Regions from separate parts of the Mus musculus genome. Here regions 1 and 2 are each linked to region 3. The links are chromatin contacts, called in public Hi-C and HiChIP or PLAC-seq maps. All regions are on one chromosome and are shown on one strand. The core of a region is the stretch at or near the end of the contact, and the rest is flanking DNA. Distances in the headings are between cores, read along the strand shown.

Region 1 (5,023 bases), core at 520-3,019, 42 kb before region 3:
AGATGGGTGAGTAGGTAGATGAATGGGTGAATGGGTGGATGTGTGGGTGGACAGGAGATGGATGGGTGGGTAGATGGGTGAATGGATAGATGAATGGTTGGGCAGATGGATTAGTGGGCAGATGGGTGAATGGGTTGATGGATGGGTGGGTGGATGGATGGGTGGGTAGATAGGTGGATGGATGGGTGGGTGGGTGGATGGGTGAGTGGGTGGACAGGAGATGGATGGGTGAATAGATGGGTGAATGGATAGATGGTTGGGGGTAGATGGATGGGTGGGTAGATGGATGGATGGGTAGATGGGTGGATGGGTAGATGGTTGGGGGGTAGATGGATGGGTGGATGGGTAGATGGATGGGTGGATGGATGGATGGGGATAGATGGATGGGGTAGATGGGTGGGGGTAGATAGATGGATGGGGTAGATGGATGGGTGGATAGGTGGTTGAGATAAAGGATAGAAAATGTAAGAAGACTGCTGGGCTGTAGGTTGAGAGACCCAGGGCTGTGCAGATCTACTCCTGATGTGTGTGTGTGTGTGTGTGTGTGTGTGTGTGTGTGTGTGTGTACCACGTGTGTGCAAGTGAGCATATTAGATTATGTGCACAGAGGTCTCACCCAGCTTGAGTAGCCAGCCTTCACGGTCGGGGTTAAAGAAGGTGTGAGTGAGGTCACCGCCATCATCCTCAGGGATGGAGAAGGGCTCACTCTTGATGCTGTCAAACAGGTTCTGCCGGAGAGAAGGAAAAGGATGGCTTCGGTCCACAGAGTACGGGGCCTGGACAACCTGACTTGGGTGCCCTTTGGCAAGTCAACTGTCTCCTGGGAAACCTACTCCCAGGCCATTCTGGTCACCCTTCCCCCAAGTCCCTGTCTCCTCAGGTGATTGGCCACACCCAGAGCCTTGTATGCTTTCCCCTGTGTTGCCCTTGGGCAGAGTAAGCAGTGTGGGTGCCTTAGGTTTATATATAAGGACCTGGACACACATGCCTACCCTCCCTGAGTACAGCAGCTGAAGTAGGGACTGCTTCGGGCAGGGTTCATGATGGGAGATGCCCCTCTTCTACTTAGGTAGACAGTAGAACCTTCTAGATGGCACATGCTGAGGTGAGGCTAGAAGAGGCCTAGAGGAGGAGGGGATTGAGTGCTCCAGGCTCAGAGGCCCAGTGTGGGGTGCTGACCACAGTGTCTATCTAGGGTGGGTTCTCACTGTAGGGATTGGGATTAAGAGGGTGGCCCATGAGCTGACTTCAGTCCTCTGTGGGTGACTCAGCTGCTTACACACGCAAGGAGTGACCCTGGAGGTTTGCAAGCCAGGGCTAAGATCGATCCTACCCTAGTGCGAGGTGTGGGTGCAGACCCACCGGAGTGTTTTGAATCTCCAGTGGGCACTGCACTCACCCAGCTGTGTGATTGAACCTATGGAGGTGAGGCTGGACCATCCTCCACCTCAACCTTTGTGTCCCCTCCCAATCTCACTGTGCTATGGGGGCGAGAGGAAAGTGGGGACCAACATTTTGGCTGGAGAAGGGGCAGGAGTGCATGGGGGTGAGGGTGGAAGAGGCCTTACCTTGGGGATCCCCAAGTGGCCTAGCTGGTGGAATGAGTGTCTGGGACAGGAAGGCCATAGCAGCAGCTGAGCTGTCAGCTCAGACAAGAATTAGGGAGCCCAAGGAGGCTGCAGGGCGGCAGACAGGGTTTCAGCCTCTGCTAAACCCACAAAGGGTACCTGAAAGTTTCTGCGGTCACGGTAGTGACATTTGTATTCTGCCTCACAGATACGGTGTAACACGCCTACACTTCCTGTGTTTTGAAAACACCCTGAAGCCCCTCTCTCTGAACAAACCACTGCATAGAGAACTTCGGGGCCCTGGGTGACCCTGCGCCCTGTTCCTAGGATCCCCCCCACTTCTCTCTCTCTTTTTCTTGTCTAGGTTACAGTGCGTTGGGTACCAAGCTCCATCCCCAGGTTCCAGGGAGGGAACCTCCATTTGGTTGTTTAGAGCCTTGTATCCTATGTGCTATAGTAACTAGTTTAGACAGAGGCATATGACCCCCGGCCAGTCAATAGGAATTAACTCCAGGAGTTTAGTTTTCCAGGAGAAGCTGACAGCCTGGCTCTACTTGGGTATCTCTGCAGTAGACAGGGTCTTCAAGATAGCCAGGGTGGCGGGTGGCCTTGATGCGACATGCGGTTCCTTCAAACCATCAAGCCTCTGGATCTAGCCACACCTGAAGCCAACAGTCTGAGGGAAAGGGATCCCTGTTCTTTTCAAATCAATCAATCGATCGATCAATCAACCAATCAACCAATCGTATGCATGTTTGTGTGAGGGCACTGGATCCCCTGGAACTGGAGTTACAGACAGTTGTGAGTTGTCATGTGGGTGCTAGGAATTGAACCGGGGTCCTTTGGAAGAGCAGTCAATGCTCTTAACCACTGAGCCATCTCTCCAGCCCCATCCCTGTTCTCTCCAGTGATACGAGTTGTGATTCTCCCAGCCAGTGTGGCAGGACAGGAAGGCATGAAGAAAGAGGTATCAAGACTTACATATAAGAGACAAGCAGGAAGGCTCCGTGGGTAAAGGCCCTTGCTGCCAAACCTGATAACCTGACTTGGAGTCTTTGGAAGGAGAGAACCAGCCCCTGTGAGTTGACCTCTGACCTTGACATGGATAGAACCCACAGGGGACAAACCTCCATTTCCAAACGTTAGAGAGGACACTGCTATGTGAGGGACCCAGGAGGGTGAGCACTGTGGACCCTCAGCTTTTGACTCTCAGTCCTGCCCTGGCTCTCTAGGCCTCCTCCCTTCTCAGAGATGCCTTTTTCTTCCTTAGTAAACTCTATTTCCATCACTGCCCATTCGTCCCTGGTTCAGTTCTTTGTTTTAGGACATGAGAGCCCGGACACCTCAGTGGGTGTCCTTTGGAACCCCGCATCTGTGACAACAGAGGTAGCATGCTCAAGCCCTCTCTTCACAAAGCCTTAGTCTTTGCAGGAGGCAGTCACAGCTTAAGCTGCGACTCTCCTATCACAAACACGATGCCTCAGGTCAGCTAACTCTAGTGGCACCCTGTGACCTTAGCTTGACCCTGGGGACAGGGGTGGGTGGGAAGAAACAGTGACAGCATCCCTAGGACACTGCCTGCTCCGGCAGAGCTGTCATTCATCTCCTGCCCCTACCTCTGCACCTAGAACCTTGTAAGTGCTCGGTCCCAGCCTGCCTGTCCCCTACATCCACCATATACCTCCCATAGCCCATCCTACAAGCATCCGCTCCAGGGTTAGGTGACCTTGGGCCTTGGGGGCATGTCTCTGTGTAAATTCACTTCTGTCTCTTGGTGTACCTAAAAGCATTTTGTGGCTTCTTTGGCAGTTGAGCAGCAGTGGTCCACGGAGGATGAAGAGACAGTATGGCACTGGGTTCTTGCTTTTTTAAAAAAATGTTAAAACGAGGTCCAGGAGAAGGTGAGAGGAGCCTGGGTCCCTGTGGCTTCCTGTGAAAACCTGGGATGGCTCTCAGTAGGCCTGGGTGCTCTAGAACACCACTGGGGAAAATTTGAAATCACTACCCACTCCCTGTGAGCTCTGCTTACTCCTGCCCGAGGGGCTCCAGAGCCCAGCTGCTGAGGCTCCCGCTGGCCTGTGCTGCTGACCAGGGTACCTGACCCCTCTCAGACGCCCAGACAGACCGGAAGCAACATGGAGGTGAGTGGCTCTTACTTCCATGAAAGTTCCAACCTGGGGGCATGAGGAGGGGGTGATGTAGTAAAGGTTCCCTGGATGGAAGGCAACAGGGGTCAGTCAGGGGGAGACCCCACACATCCAGGGCCCCCAGGAGGCTTTTGGTTCTGTCCCTAAGCATGATGCCTGCATTGCCTATGTGTTCTAGCCTGTACTGAGGGCTGATTTCACTTCATTTCGTTTCGTTTCGTTTTGTTTTGTTGTTTCCTTTGGCTTGTTTATTTTGAAACGGCAACTTCTCTTACCCAGGCTAGCCTCCAACTTGCTATGTAGCAAGAATGCCTTAAAATTCCTGATCCTCCTGCCTCTGCCTCCCCGGTGCTGGATTATAAAGCAAGTGCTAGGGACTGGGCCCAGGGCCTTGTGCAAGCACACTTGGCCAGGTTTTTGGGGTGACACCTTTGCCTGCCCCCCCTCCCACCCAAGATGGCAACATCATGTCTCTCTGTGGTAAAGTACTCATGGTCAGCATGGGTGATGTCAGTGAGCTGTAGGGGTTAAGTGTGGATGTGAGTCACGTGTGGATCCCTTCCACACCAGACCTTGGGCCTCTAGGCAGGAACCTGTGTGGAGTTATTCCTGGGTCCCTGTGCCTAGAACAGGTTTTGGTGCAGTGTGGCAAGGATGATCTATTGTTGGGATCAGGGGACAAGAGGCTTGGGACTAGCCTTGCTGTAGAGCTAGTGGGGACTTGTGGGAGACTGGCTTTCTCCCTTGGAGCACCCAGCCAAGCATTTTCTCCCCGTGGCTTGCAGAGAAGCTGAGATTGAGAGCTTAGGAGGTACTGTCTTCATTGCCTGGGGTATTCAAGATGGAGCCCTATAGTCTGTGTGTGCCTTTGAGCCACACACTAGGCCTAAAGTACCATTTTGGGCAAGTGTGAATAATGGCTGGCCAGGGTTCACCCAAATCTAAATCTGACAAACTTCTCATGGTCCATCCGCCAACATCCTTGTTGAGATGAGGCTCGGCTGAGGATGCCCACGTTTGATGGTCCACCTCACAGTAATGACTAGCCTGGTAAACCTCCGCGCCCTTTACCTCCGCTGTATCTCAGAGGTTTGGGACTCCCGGAAGGTCAGTAAGGGAGAGGTGAGCTCACCCGTAGCTGCTCCTCGGGCAGGTCACTGCCGCTGTTGATGCCGCGATTCATGGTCACAAAGCGCTCGAAGGGTGGTCTGTCCCGCACGTTGGGGTTGTGTAGGCCGGTGTTGAGCATGATGACGGAGAAGGACAGCACGTAGCAGGTGTCTGTGGGACCTGGCACTGGTCACAGTT
Region 2 (4,408 bases), core at 296-2,795, 57 kb after region 3:
AGGTTTGAATCCAAGTCATGACCTGAGCCCTGAACCGTATAAGGGTGAAGAAAGTGAACCCTAGCATAAACAACACAAGCAAACAGGCAGCACTGGCTGTCCGTTTCACTCTGCTCTTGGCTGTGGGTATGATAGGAGGCAGCTGTGAGCTCCTGCTTTGATGTTCCCGGTGATGACAGACTGTAACCTGGAAATTATAAGTTTAGTAAACCCCTTTCTCCTCCAAGTTGGGGGTGTTTTATCACAACAACAGACATGAGATTAGACCCCTAGGGGAGCCCTCCCCACTGAGCTACACCCAGCCTAGTTCATTCTATAACTGTAGCCCCTTTAGTAGCGATATGTCAGACACCTTTGTACCTAATCTAACACCCTTGTATCTATCAGGTAAAGCTTAGAATGTATGGACTTTAAAAGACCACTGGCTTCCACCGGCCTCAAAGTTGACAATGCCATCTGACGACTCTTAAAGCCCACAGTAATGGCCACCCCCACACCCTTTGCTGTAACCTGCGGCCCCATGCCCTGCAATCGAGATGTGTTCTAAGGGTCTTGAGTTATGACCCTTTCCTTTGTTCTGTGACTTATAAGTGCTCATGTACCCAAATGGAACATGTCAGTTGGGGCAAAGTGACTCAGTGTCCTGGGGCCTGGGGCCACTCATACTTTGTTCAGAATATACTCTGTCTTCTTCTCTTTGAGGTGGGACCTGTTTTTGCTTAACGTTAGTAAACACATGCAGAATGACCCAGGAGGAGTCCTGGCATTGAGGAGGGAAGCCAGAGGATGTGTGCGTAGTCCAATCCAGCCTCAGAAAGCGCCCTCCTCTCCCAAGATCATATAGATAAAGGCTACATTATATGGGCTAAGCAGACTAGTCTGTATGTTTAGGAATGTGAGCCTCTTTGTGTAACAATAAAGAAAAACTGGTAAAAGCCATCCAGCCTGCATGCTGTCCAACATCCTCCTGACCAACAGGAAGGATGCTTCCAGACTATGCAGGACTTCCTTGGGTGCGTGGTAGGCACGTCAACCACTGTGGTCACTTCCTCTTCAAGGAGACCATAGTGAGGGCTGGAAAGCCACAGGCTTCTTATGCAGAGGATCAGAGGGCGTGGTCCAGCCTGTGGCGGGGGTGGGGTGGGGTGCATTGGTGGGGGTGTAGGGGTGTGGGGGTGGGTGGGCTGGAAGGCTTTACATCAGCAGCCTCCCCTTGAAAGACAAGATGAGAAGGAGGGCTCAGATGTGGTCCCTTAGAGGAGCCACACCCACAGAGTCCTGTCAGCATGACGGCGTAAGCATGATCTAAACAAGGAACACACCAGAGAACATTTTCTAAGGACAAAATTGTAGCCCCCCCCCAAAATGATTTTTTTCCCTGTCGGTTTAGCTTATTAAAGTCTTGAGAGGTTTAGAATCAAGTCATATGGATTTAATATTTCTTTCTACCAGGGCTGTCACAAAAATCTAGGCCAAGGGACGCTGCACCGATGCTGCGATGCTGCCGCCTTCATTATAATTTCCATATGTTTCCCCCCAGTGCTAAGAGAACTCCTTGGTTAGCATGCAAATTCTTCACACCCCAGTTGTTCCACGGGACTCGGTGTGGAGCTGCCTGAGAGACCATCAGATTCTTTCTGGGACAAGGGAAGGATCAATAGATTCCTCTTCAGCTTGTAGTCAGCTCATCTGTTCATCTGTCCACTCATCCATCCATCTGTCCATCCATTGATCTGTCTGTCCATCCATCCATCCGTCTGTCCATCCATCCATCTGTCCATCTGCCTGCCCATCTTTCCATCTGTTCATCTATTTACCTCTTTCCTCTTTCTTTTTATCTTCCTTTCTCATTCCTTCCTTCTTTCCTTTGTTCTTTTCCTCCTCCCTCCCTTTCAGCAGGGATAGCGGGAGCATCTATGCCTGGCTTTAGGTTCTTGAAAAGATGTGGGGCCCATAGACCTTAACCTATGAACTTGAGGCACACCGAGCAGGTCCACCTACTAGCACCAGATCCATTAGATGCTGGAGTGAAAGGCAAGTGAGATCAAGCAGGAAGTTGTTGGTGTTAATAAGGTTGGGAGGAACCAGGGCCAGGGTGAGGATGGATGCCAGATGTAGACAGGAAGGCTTCACGGACAGGGTGTTTGGAAGGTCAGAGTTCACATCCTGCCCTGCTGTGTGAACTAAGAATGATAGCTGCCCTCTCTGAGCCCAGGTCTATCATCTAGGTCCCCAGCAGGCTGGCTTTTTGTCGTTCTGGTCACTTCTTGCTGATTGGTACTGCCTGGAAACCAGGATGGAGCTCACACTGCCCTCTGGTGGCAACTACAGGTATCGGCCTGTGTGTTTTATCTCATTTTCTCTTAAAGGAGTTAGATTACCTTTAGTGTACAAAGTCCTCAGGCAGAAGTGTCACAGGTGAGCGTTTGGGGTAAGAAGGGACAGAAGAATGTAAAGAGCATGTGTTAGCCTCACTGCCCAGGCAGGAAGCACAGGTTCTGTTATAACACACCGGGTTCACTGCAGGTGCCTGGAACACACTGCTCTACATGTGTGCATGGTAACCGCAGCCTTCTTCCCAGCAGGAGCAGTCAGGAGTCAAGAGACCCTTCCAGTTCAGTACAGAGAAGGGTCCCTCATCAGCTATGGCAGCACTCCAAGAAACCAGAACTCCAGAAATCTGAGAGCGTGGGGACCCTCTGCTGTCCCAGAGGACCTCTGACTCCTGCTGGAAAGAGTTCCCCAGCCTTCTGGACACACATGCTGCAAAGAACACACACACACACACACACACACACACACACACACACACACACACACACACACACACACCATGAACTCCTCACAGCAGCGTGGTCCTTCCAGGAAAGGTGGGGGCTGGATCAGGGCTGGACTTGGGAAAGAAGGAAGCTCCAGGTGTCATCTTTAGTCAGCGAGGCTTGCCTGCTGTGTTGCTTTGCCTCTTTCTGTCTCTTTTCCAGCTGAGGCTGTGCTCCCTGGCTCTCTCTGAGCCAGGCCTCCTCTTTTGGGGACATACAAACTCCAGGTATAGCCATTTGATGCTATATCTGTTGTCTCTCCCTACAAGTGGTGGACCCCTAGATGATGGGGTGGCCTCCTGTGACCCATTACTCTCAGATCAGGAGTTTAATGAATGGTTCGCCATTGACAACAGGCAAGTTTTCCTTTAGTGCCCAGGAAAAGCAAAATTCAAACAGCAATGCAGTATTACGAAAATATCTCTTACATACTGAGAGACTGGGGCTTTTGCTGGACCCCATGGCCAGGGTTAACCATACACCCTGAGATCACTTAAGTCGGCCTGCCTACAGTGTGTGCACATTCAGCCTGTTTGTTTAACCTGCCTCTAAGAGAACTAAGAAGCAGCCAGCCTTACTTAACTCGGATTTCCATGTAACCAACTTCTATAACCTAAGCTAATATATAACTGTGACCTTACGTTATATACTCTTCCAGGCCCCCCGGCCCAGAATGATGCATACATGTCATTTGCTAAAAGCAGTAAATACGCTCATTGAAAGGAGCCTTCTATGATCTACCACAAAGGTTGAAAGCATCTGTTTATGACTGTTAGTCGGGACACAGTGATGTTTGGTAGCAGTGTTTGTTGTCTGGGTTGGCTGGGATCAGTTGGAGCCAGAGACTTCAATCCGTTGTAGTTACTGTTAAAGATTTCTGTAAAGGGCCCCGTTCTTTTTTCCACGTGATGCTTTCTGTGCTGTTCAATAAATGCAGAGCAAAGTCCTTTGTGAGGGACAGACGCACGACAGACACACAGACAGAACATAAAGCTGACCAAGTCGCACATGACAGACACATGAGAACGACACACAGGAACAAACAGATTCACGAGACAGCCTTCGGGCAGGCATAGACTCAGCCAACAGGAGACCGACGGCACGGAAGACACAGGAAGCATGAAGCAGAAAGTTTCAATTTGGATTCGCTCTCTGTTCAACAGCTCCAAGAAGTATGCTGCTTGCTTTCTTTAACGTGATGCATTATTGTTAATCTAGTTAATCACTAATGCATATAACCTGGCCTATCAGATGCTCGCTTGATAAGCAGGGGCCAAAGAAACAGTGAGAAGGCCACAGGCAGCTTTGCAAAATCAGGGCAACACAGCCTGGCCAGACCCAACACGGCCAGCGGTACCTCAAGTATCCTTTGGCTTTCTTGTTCCAAAGGTGCAGTGGCCCAGAAGAGATGATGTGTTTTGAAGCCAGGAAGTCCTGGTTCTAACTCCAGCCCTGACACTTCTCACCTATGGGGCATTTTTTAGGCTAGTGATTTAGCCTCTCTCTGTCTCAGTTTCCTCATCCAAGGAACAGCGTGAGAAGCGCTATCTGCAAGGTTGTCAGAACTAAAGGACTGAGTATCTGTGTAG
Region 3 (4,425 bases), core at 1,852-4,351:
AAACAGATTGTCAGGACTGTTTAAGCAGGGTGACAGACAGCACATCAGAAAATATTGTTCTCTGTAGCATCTCCGTTCATATGGAAAAGTGTTCGGTGAACAGAATGAAAACTGAAGCCACTGTTAGGAGGAGCAGTGGCAAGCAGAGGTAATGGGCAACAGCTCTCTCATGTTTCATGTTAAGACATCAGAAGCGCCTTGTTCAGGCCAGGACTGAGGCTCCACGCCTAGCACTGTGGGCTTATGCAACCTTCCCGTAAAGAGCCCAAACAAGCCAAGGAATGACTATTATAACATTAAGAGGAAGAACACTGTCACTTAAAAAAAACAAAAAACAAGCAAGCAAACAAACAAAAAAACCAACTAGTGATAAAACTTTCCTCTGTCCACTGTCAGGTTTGTTAGCAAATTTCAAGGTATCTGTAGCAAGAGCCAGCAAGGAGGCTCAGAGGGGAAAGAACTTCCTGCCAAGTCTGATGACCTGAGTCTGATCCCCAGGGTCCCACATGGTGGAAGGAGAGAACCGGCGACTTCCATGGGTGTGTGCGTGGGCACGCACACAAATACATTTTCCATTTTAAAAGCAGCCATGGGTCTCTCTTTGTGCCAGGTTTCCACATACACAAATCCAATATGCAAAGGCTGACATTTCCCCTTCATCCAAGGAGTGGCAAGGAAATTCAATTTGAGAATTATTAGCTACAGTAGTGCTGAGAGTAATAAGGAAGCAAGAAGTGAATCTTTTGAGAAAGGTGCCTGACCTTTCTGGGAGGAAATGGTAAAATTTTATTGAAAGATATAAAGGAGAAGGTGAAGATGCTAACAGGCAGACAGAATGACTATCACAAGGATGTCAGGTCCCTACTCGCTGCTGCAGGTTGAACGCAGGACAGCCCAGGACTCTTATGTCATTTGCTTGAGCTTATTCCACAGTGTAGATGGAAGAGCAGAGATTCATCAAACACTAGAACAATCCTGAAGGAATGTAAGAGAGGCACGTTTCTCCTAGGCTTGGAGCTGGGGTAACTGAAGCAGGCTTGTGTCAGCCCCTGGGTGGATGGGAGGACTAGCAGAGAAAGGGGCCAAGGTTTGGTTTGCAGGTGACAGTCTTGGTCCACGAGGCTTCTTGACTGCCCATTCACTGGGAAAAGATAGGTAGAACTTTGTTTAATAGATGGCACTCTGGGATGATGGTCTGTGTCCATTGTCAGCACGACAGAGTCACCTGGGAGAAAGACATCTGGAGCACATCGATTTGAGGTGGGAAGATCAGCCCACTGTGGGTGGCACCATCCTGTAGGCTGGGAAACTGCATTGTGTTAAATGAAGAAAGGATCTGAGCAGCAATGCGCTCATCGTTGTTTCCTGATTGTGGGCAACCAGCTGCTCCAAGCTCCTGCTACTCTGACGACTTCCCCACTGTGATGGATTCTAACCTTGAACCATGAACCAGAATAAACCCTTTCTCCCTTCTGTCGCTGTGGTCGGAGTATTTTTTTTTCATAGTGATAGGAATAGAAACTAAGAAAGCCCTAGAGAAATCAAATCAACATCTCACAAAACCTACTAGCAGCCCCTTTGTCATCTAAAATCCACTCTGTGTATCAAGGTCACTGTCTGTAGACAGAAACTGTACACACTTTGTAGAATATCTTTGTGAAATTGCATAGGAATGCTTAAGAAAGAATCACTCAAAGAGTATCAATCATTAGGGAAGAAAAATTAAAGTTGACCACATACAAATAAACCTTTATAAATATCACAGCTTCAAAAAAAATAATTCCACATACTGGAAATGAACTATGAAACGGTTATAGCAATTCACACTTGAAAAATCAAACACCGAACTTCTCCAAATAAATATGAGGGGAAAAAATACTCCAGTAGAGAAATGGACAAATACACAAATAGTAACTTGTGTAATAGGAAACCCAAAAGTCCAATAAACAACTAAAAACACAAATGCCCAACAAAACACCTGCAAACACAAACACCCAACCAAACACTTATAAACACAAATGCCCAACACAAGGCGAGTGTAGTTGATATCATCAAAACGGCAAGAAGCCTACGACAGTTTGTAGGTAGGATTTTCGGTTTGGAGTGGTTTCCCAGCTAGGATCTTGCTGTATCGCTCGATGGCTCTGGCTGCCTTGGAACTCTCACTCTGAATCCTGGACTCAAGCTCCCAGCAATCCCTTTGTCTCAGCTTCCTGAAAGCTTAGATTGCACCATGCTGTGAGAAGGTTTGGACTTGCCAAACTTCTACCAGCTTGCTCTACTGCATCTGTCCCTGACTCTTCCTCCTCCTCCTCCTCCTCCTCCTCCTCCTCCTCCTCCTCCTCCTCCTCCTCCTCCTCCTCCTCTCACTCCTCCTCCTCCTCCTCCTCCTCTCACTACTCCTCTTCTTCCTTCTCTTCCAACTCCTTCCCTTTTCCCTATCCTCCCTCCTCTCCTTCCTCCTCCTCCCCCTTTTCCTCCACTTCCTCCCCTCCCAATTTCCCCCCTTCCTCCCCTTCCTCCTTTTCTCCCCTCTCCTCTACCTCTTCCCTTCTCTCTTTCCCTCCCCCTCCTTTGCCTTCTCTCTACACACTGGCCCTTGCTTAGGCAGCACCCCCCCCCCCCGGGCCAACTTTGTTTGACATCACACGTCATAGCCACCAGTTTTCCCTGCTGGTGACTCTGAGGTCACTCTGTAGCTCTCCCTTGGCCCATGTCTCCTGCCTTGCTCACAGCACCTGTGGTGTGGTTTGCCTTCTCTACAGAGCAGGAACTCCAGGACAACCTGGCTTCCTGCATTTTAGAGTCACCAGCTCCCAACACAATGCCTGATACACAGTAGGCACTCAAGTGTTTGCCCATGGGAGTCAGGCCAACTGACTTCTTGGAGGATGCAGATTCTTCGAGAGCAACTTTGTCCCTGCCCTGGCTTAGGAAGTGAATCTTCAATTCTCTAGGGTGCCTGGGTTCCCTTTGGAGCCTAAGTCAAGTGCCCTTGGTGGCCTGGGCCCAACCTAGCACCTGTGGGGCCCCAGGTCCTCTTCCAGACCGCATGCTCCACCCCCTCAAGGCTGTGGGGCAGCAGCTTGGGTAAGTTCCTCTTCCGTTTCCTCCCGCCTCTTGAGCTGGGGTGCTGCTCCTCACTGCCGGGTACCTCCTAGCCACTCCATACCACTGGTGTCCACAGCAACGCTCCTGGCCCCCAACTGTCATCCCTGGCTGCTGGGCCTCAGATGCAATGCAGGCCATCAAGTGTGTGGTGGTGGGTGATGGGTAAGTACCTGGCTGAGTTGTCTCCCACCCCTACCAGGATGCCTCTGAGATCCTCCCTGGTACACCCACAGATTCAGGGCTCCCAGGAGGTTCTGGGGAAAGTCGCTTCCTTTCCTTGTAAGGGCTTACAAGGAACATTTGGGGTGGGTCTGGACTGCTCCCTGTCCTTCAGCCTACCCCACTCCGGAAGCTACTTGGGTGGAGGGCCTGGACTGTGGGTGGGGTGCTGCTATTTGCCTGTACCCTGAGAGCTGGGACAGGGCTCCTACCGGGCCAGCATCAGTTCAGGGTACAGGTACGAGGAGGGAAATCAGCAGCTTGCCCTTCGGACCTTTGTTTCCCAGGCTGGCCCAGGCTCTAGTTGCTGTCTTGCTGGGCCTAGGGGACTTCTGGCAATCTCCAAGCTTTCTGACTCTCAGTCCAGCCTCTGCTCTTAAGGACTCCAGAGGGCAGGCTGGCTGCAGCCCTGCTAAAGTCTGATAGTCATTGTCAGATCTTGGGACCACAGGCTCTCATAACCCAAGGCCTGAGTTTCTTCATGTGTCTCCCATATATTCCGACACATTAGGGTGCAGTCCTCAAGTCTATCTTGGGTCCCGCTAGATCCATCCTCACATGTACTAGACAGCCATCTTCAGTTCGAAACGGGGAGGGGCTGAGGCCTGGAGACCTTTCCTGGCTTAGGTCCCAAGGTCACACACACTTTGGCTCTGCTGGTGGCATAGGCTATCTACCTCCTCAGCTGACTAGGTCCGACTTGGTCGCTGCTGCAGCCGCCACCGCGCTAGGGTGTCAGCCGTTATCTGTGGCAGCTGCTCTGCTCACTTCTGCTTTGTGTCTGATCTGGGGGAGGAGGGGGCGGACACGGAGGGCCGGAAGTCAATGATTCTATGCATTCAAAGTTACCTGGGTGGCAGGCTGGGGCTTGAGGGCAGAGGTTTAGGGGGCAGGGACAGCAGAGCAACCTCCTCGAGTGGGAAGTGACTTAACGGAATTGTACTGGGGAAGGCCCGGAGCTGTCCCTCTGGCCTCTCAGCTTCCTGCTGAATGACCTGGGTGACCTCCCAGCTTGGCAGGGAGATAGCTTAAATGGTGGTCATCTCCATTTATCCCATTTCTCTTTTGTATGTGGTCACCGGGCTGTGGCTCTCT

The links. Hi-C and Micro-C count contacts between places; a contact is called where the count stands out from the background. HiChIP or PLAC-seq counts read pairs in DNA pulled down with a chosen protein or histone mark.
Region 1: a Hi-C map of CD8 T cells shows a contact between it and region 3, with 2.1 times the contacts expected there. The contact joins the enhancer-like site here to the promoter of Rac2 in region 3. A contact is called at or near these places in 15 of 39 promoter capture datasets (the 3T3-L1 cell line, 3T3-L1-derived adipocytes, the C10 cell line and 11 more), 4 of 15 datasets of contacts at CTCF or cohesin (CD8 T cells, the NIH/3T3 cell line, large pre-B cells and 1 more), 66 of 484 Hi-C or Micro-C datasets (the 63-12 cell line, the AML12 cell line, the AtT-20 cell line and 48 more), 13 of 115 datasets of contacts at active chromatin or transcription factors (CD4 single positive thymocytes, CD8 T cells, the HPC-7 cell line and 9 more) and 3 of 9 other capture datasets (adipose tissue, liver and pancreatic islet).
Region 2: a contact with region 3 is called in an H3K27ac HiChIP or PLAC-seq map of CD8 T cells, with 11 times the contacts expected there. The contact joins the enhancer-like site here to the promoter of Rac2 in region 3. A contact is called at or near these places in 8 of 39 promoter capture datasets (the C10 cell line, the HPC-7 cell line, cranial neural crest and 5 more), 6 of 15 datasets of contacts at CTCF or cohesin (CD8 T cells, the G1E-ER4 cell line, the NIH/3T3 cell line and 3 more), 65 of 484 Hi-C or Micro-C datasets (the AtT-20 cell line, B cells, CD4 T cells and 39 more), 13 of 115 datasets of contacts at active chromatin or transcription factors (the 230-238 cell line, CD8 T cells, the HPC-7 cell line and 8 more) and 4 of 9 other capture datasets (adipose tissue, liver, macrophages and 1 more).

What each region holds. Positions count from the first base shown.
Region 1 is chr15:78,611,422-78,616,444 of GRCm38.p6, reverse strand. Cyth4 (cytohesin 4) reads right to left here. Exons shown (of 13, transcript NM_028195.3): 8 at 4,848-4,996; 9 at 617-728. Among named protein-coding and RNA genes, the nearest start is that of Gm52186, 4.1 kb to the right of the region's middle. Within about 2 kb of position 1,769, at least 24 of the 459 cell types and tissues checked have an H3K27ac peak or open chromatin away from gene starts, as enhancers often do. A contact at or near this core is called in CD8 T cells, Th1 cells, Th17 cells and 6 more, where this site is marked.
Region 2 is chr15:78,512,653-78,517,060 of GRCm38.p6, reverse strand. No RefSeq gene overlaps it. Among named protein-coding and RNA genes, the nearest start is that of C1qtnf6, 15 kb to the left of the region's middle. Within about 2 kb of position 1,545, at least 28 of the 459 cell types and tissues checked have an H3K27ac peak or open chromatin away from gene starts, as enhancers often do. A contact at or near this core is called in CD8 T cells, where this site is marked.
Region 3 is chr15:78,571,459-78,575,883 of GRCm38.p6, reverse strand. Rac2 (Rac family small GTPase 2) reads left to right here and starts at 3,101. Exons shown (of 7, transcript NM_009008.3): 1 at 3,101-3,273. The coding sequence starts at 3,239. It overlaps Gm36738 (predicted gene, 36738), which reads left to right. Exons shown (of 2, transcript NR_155437.1): 2 at 1,212-1,473.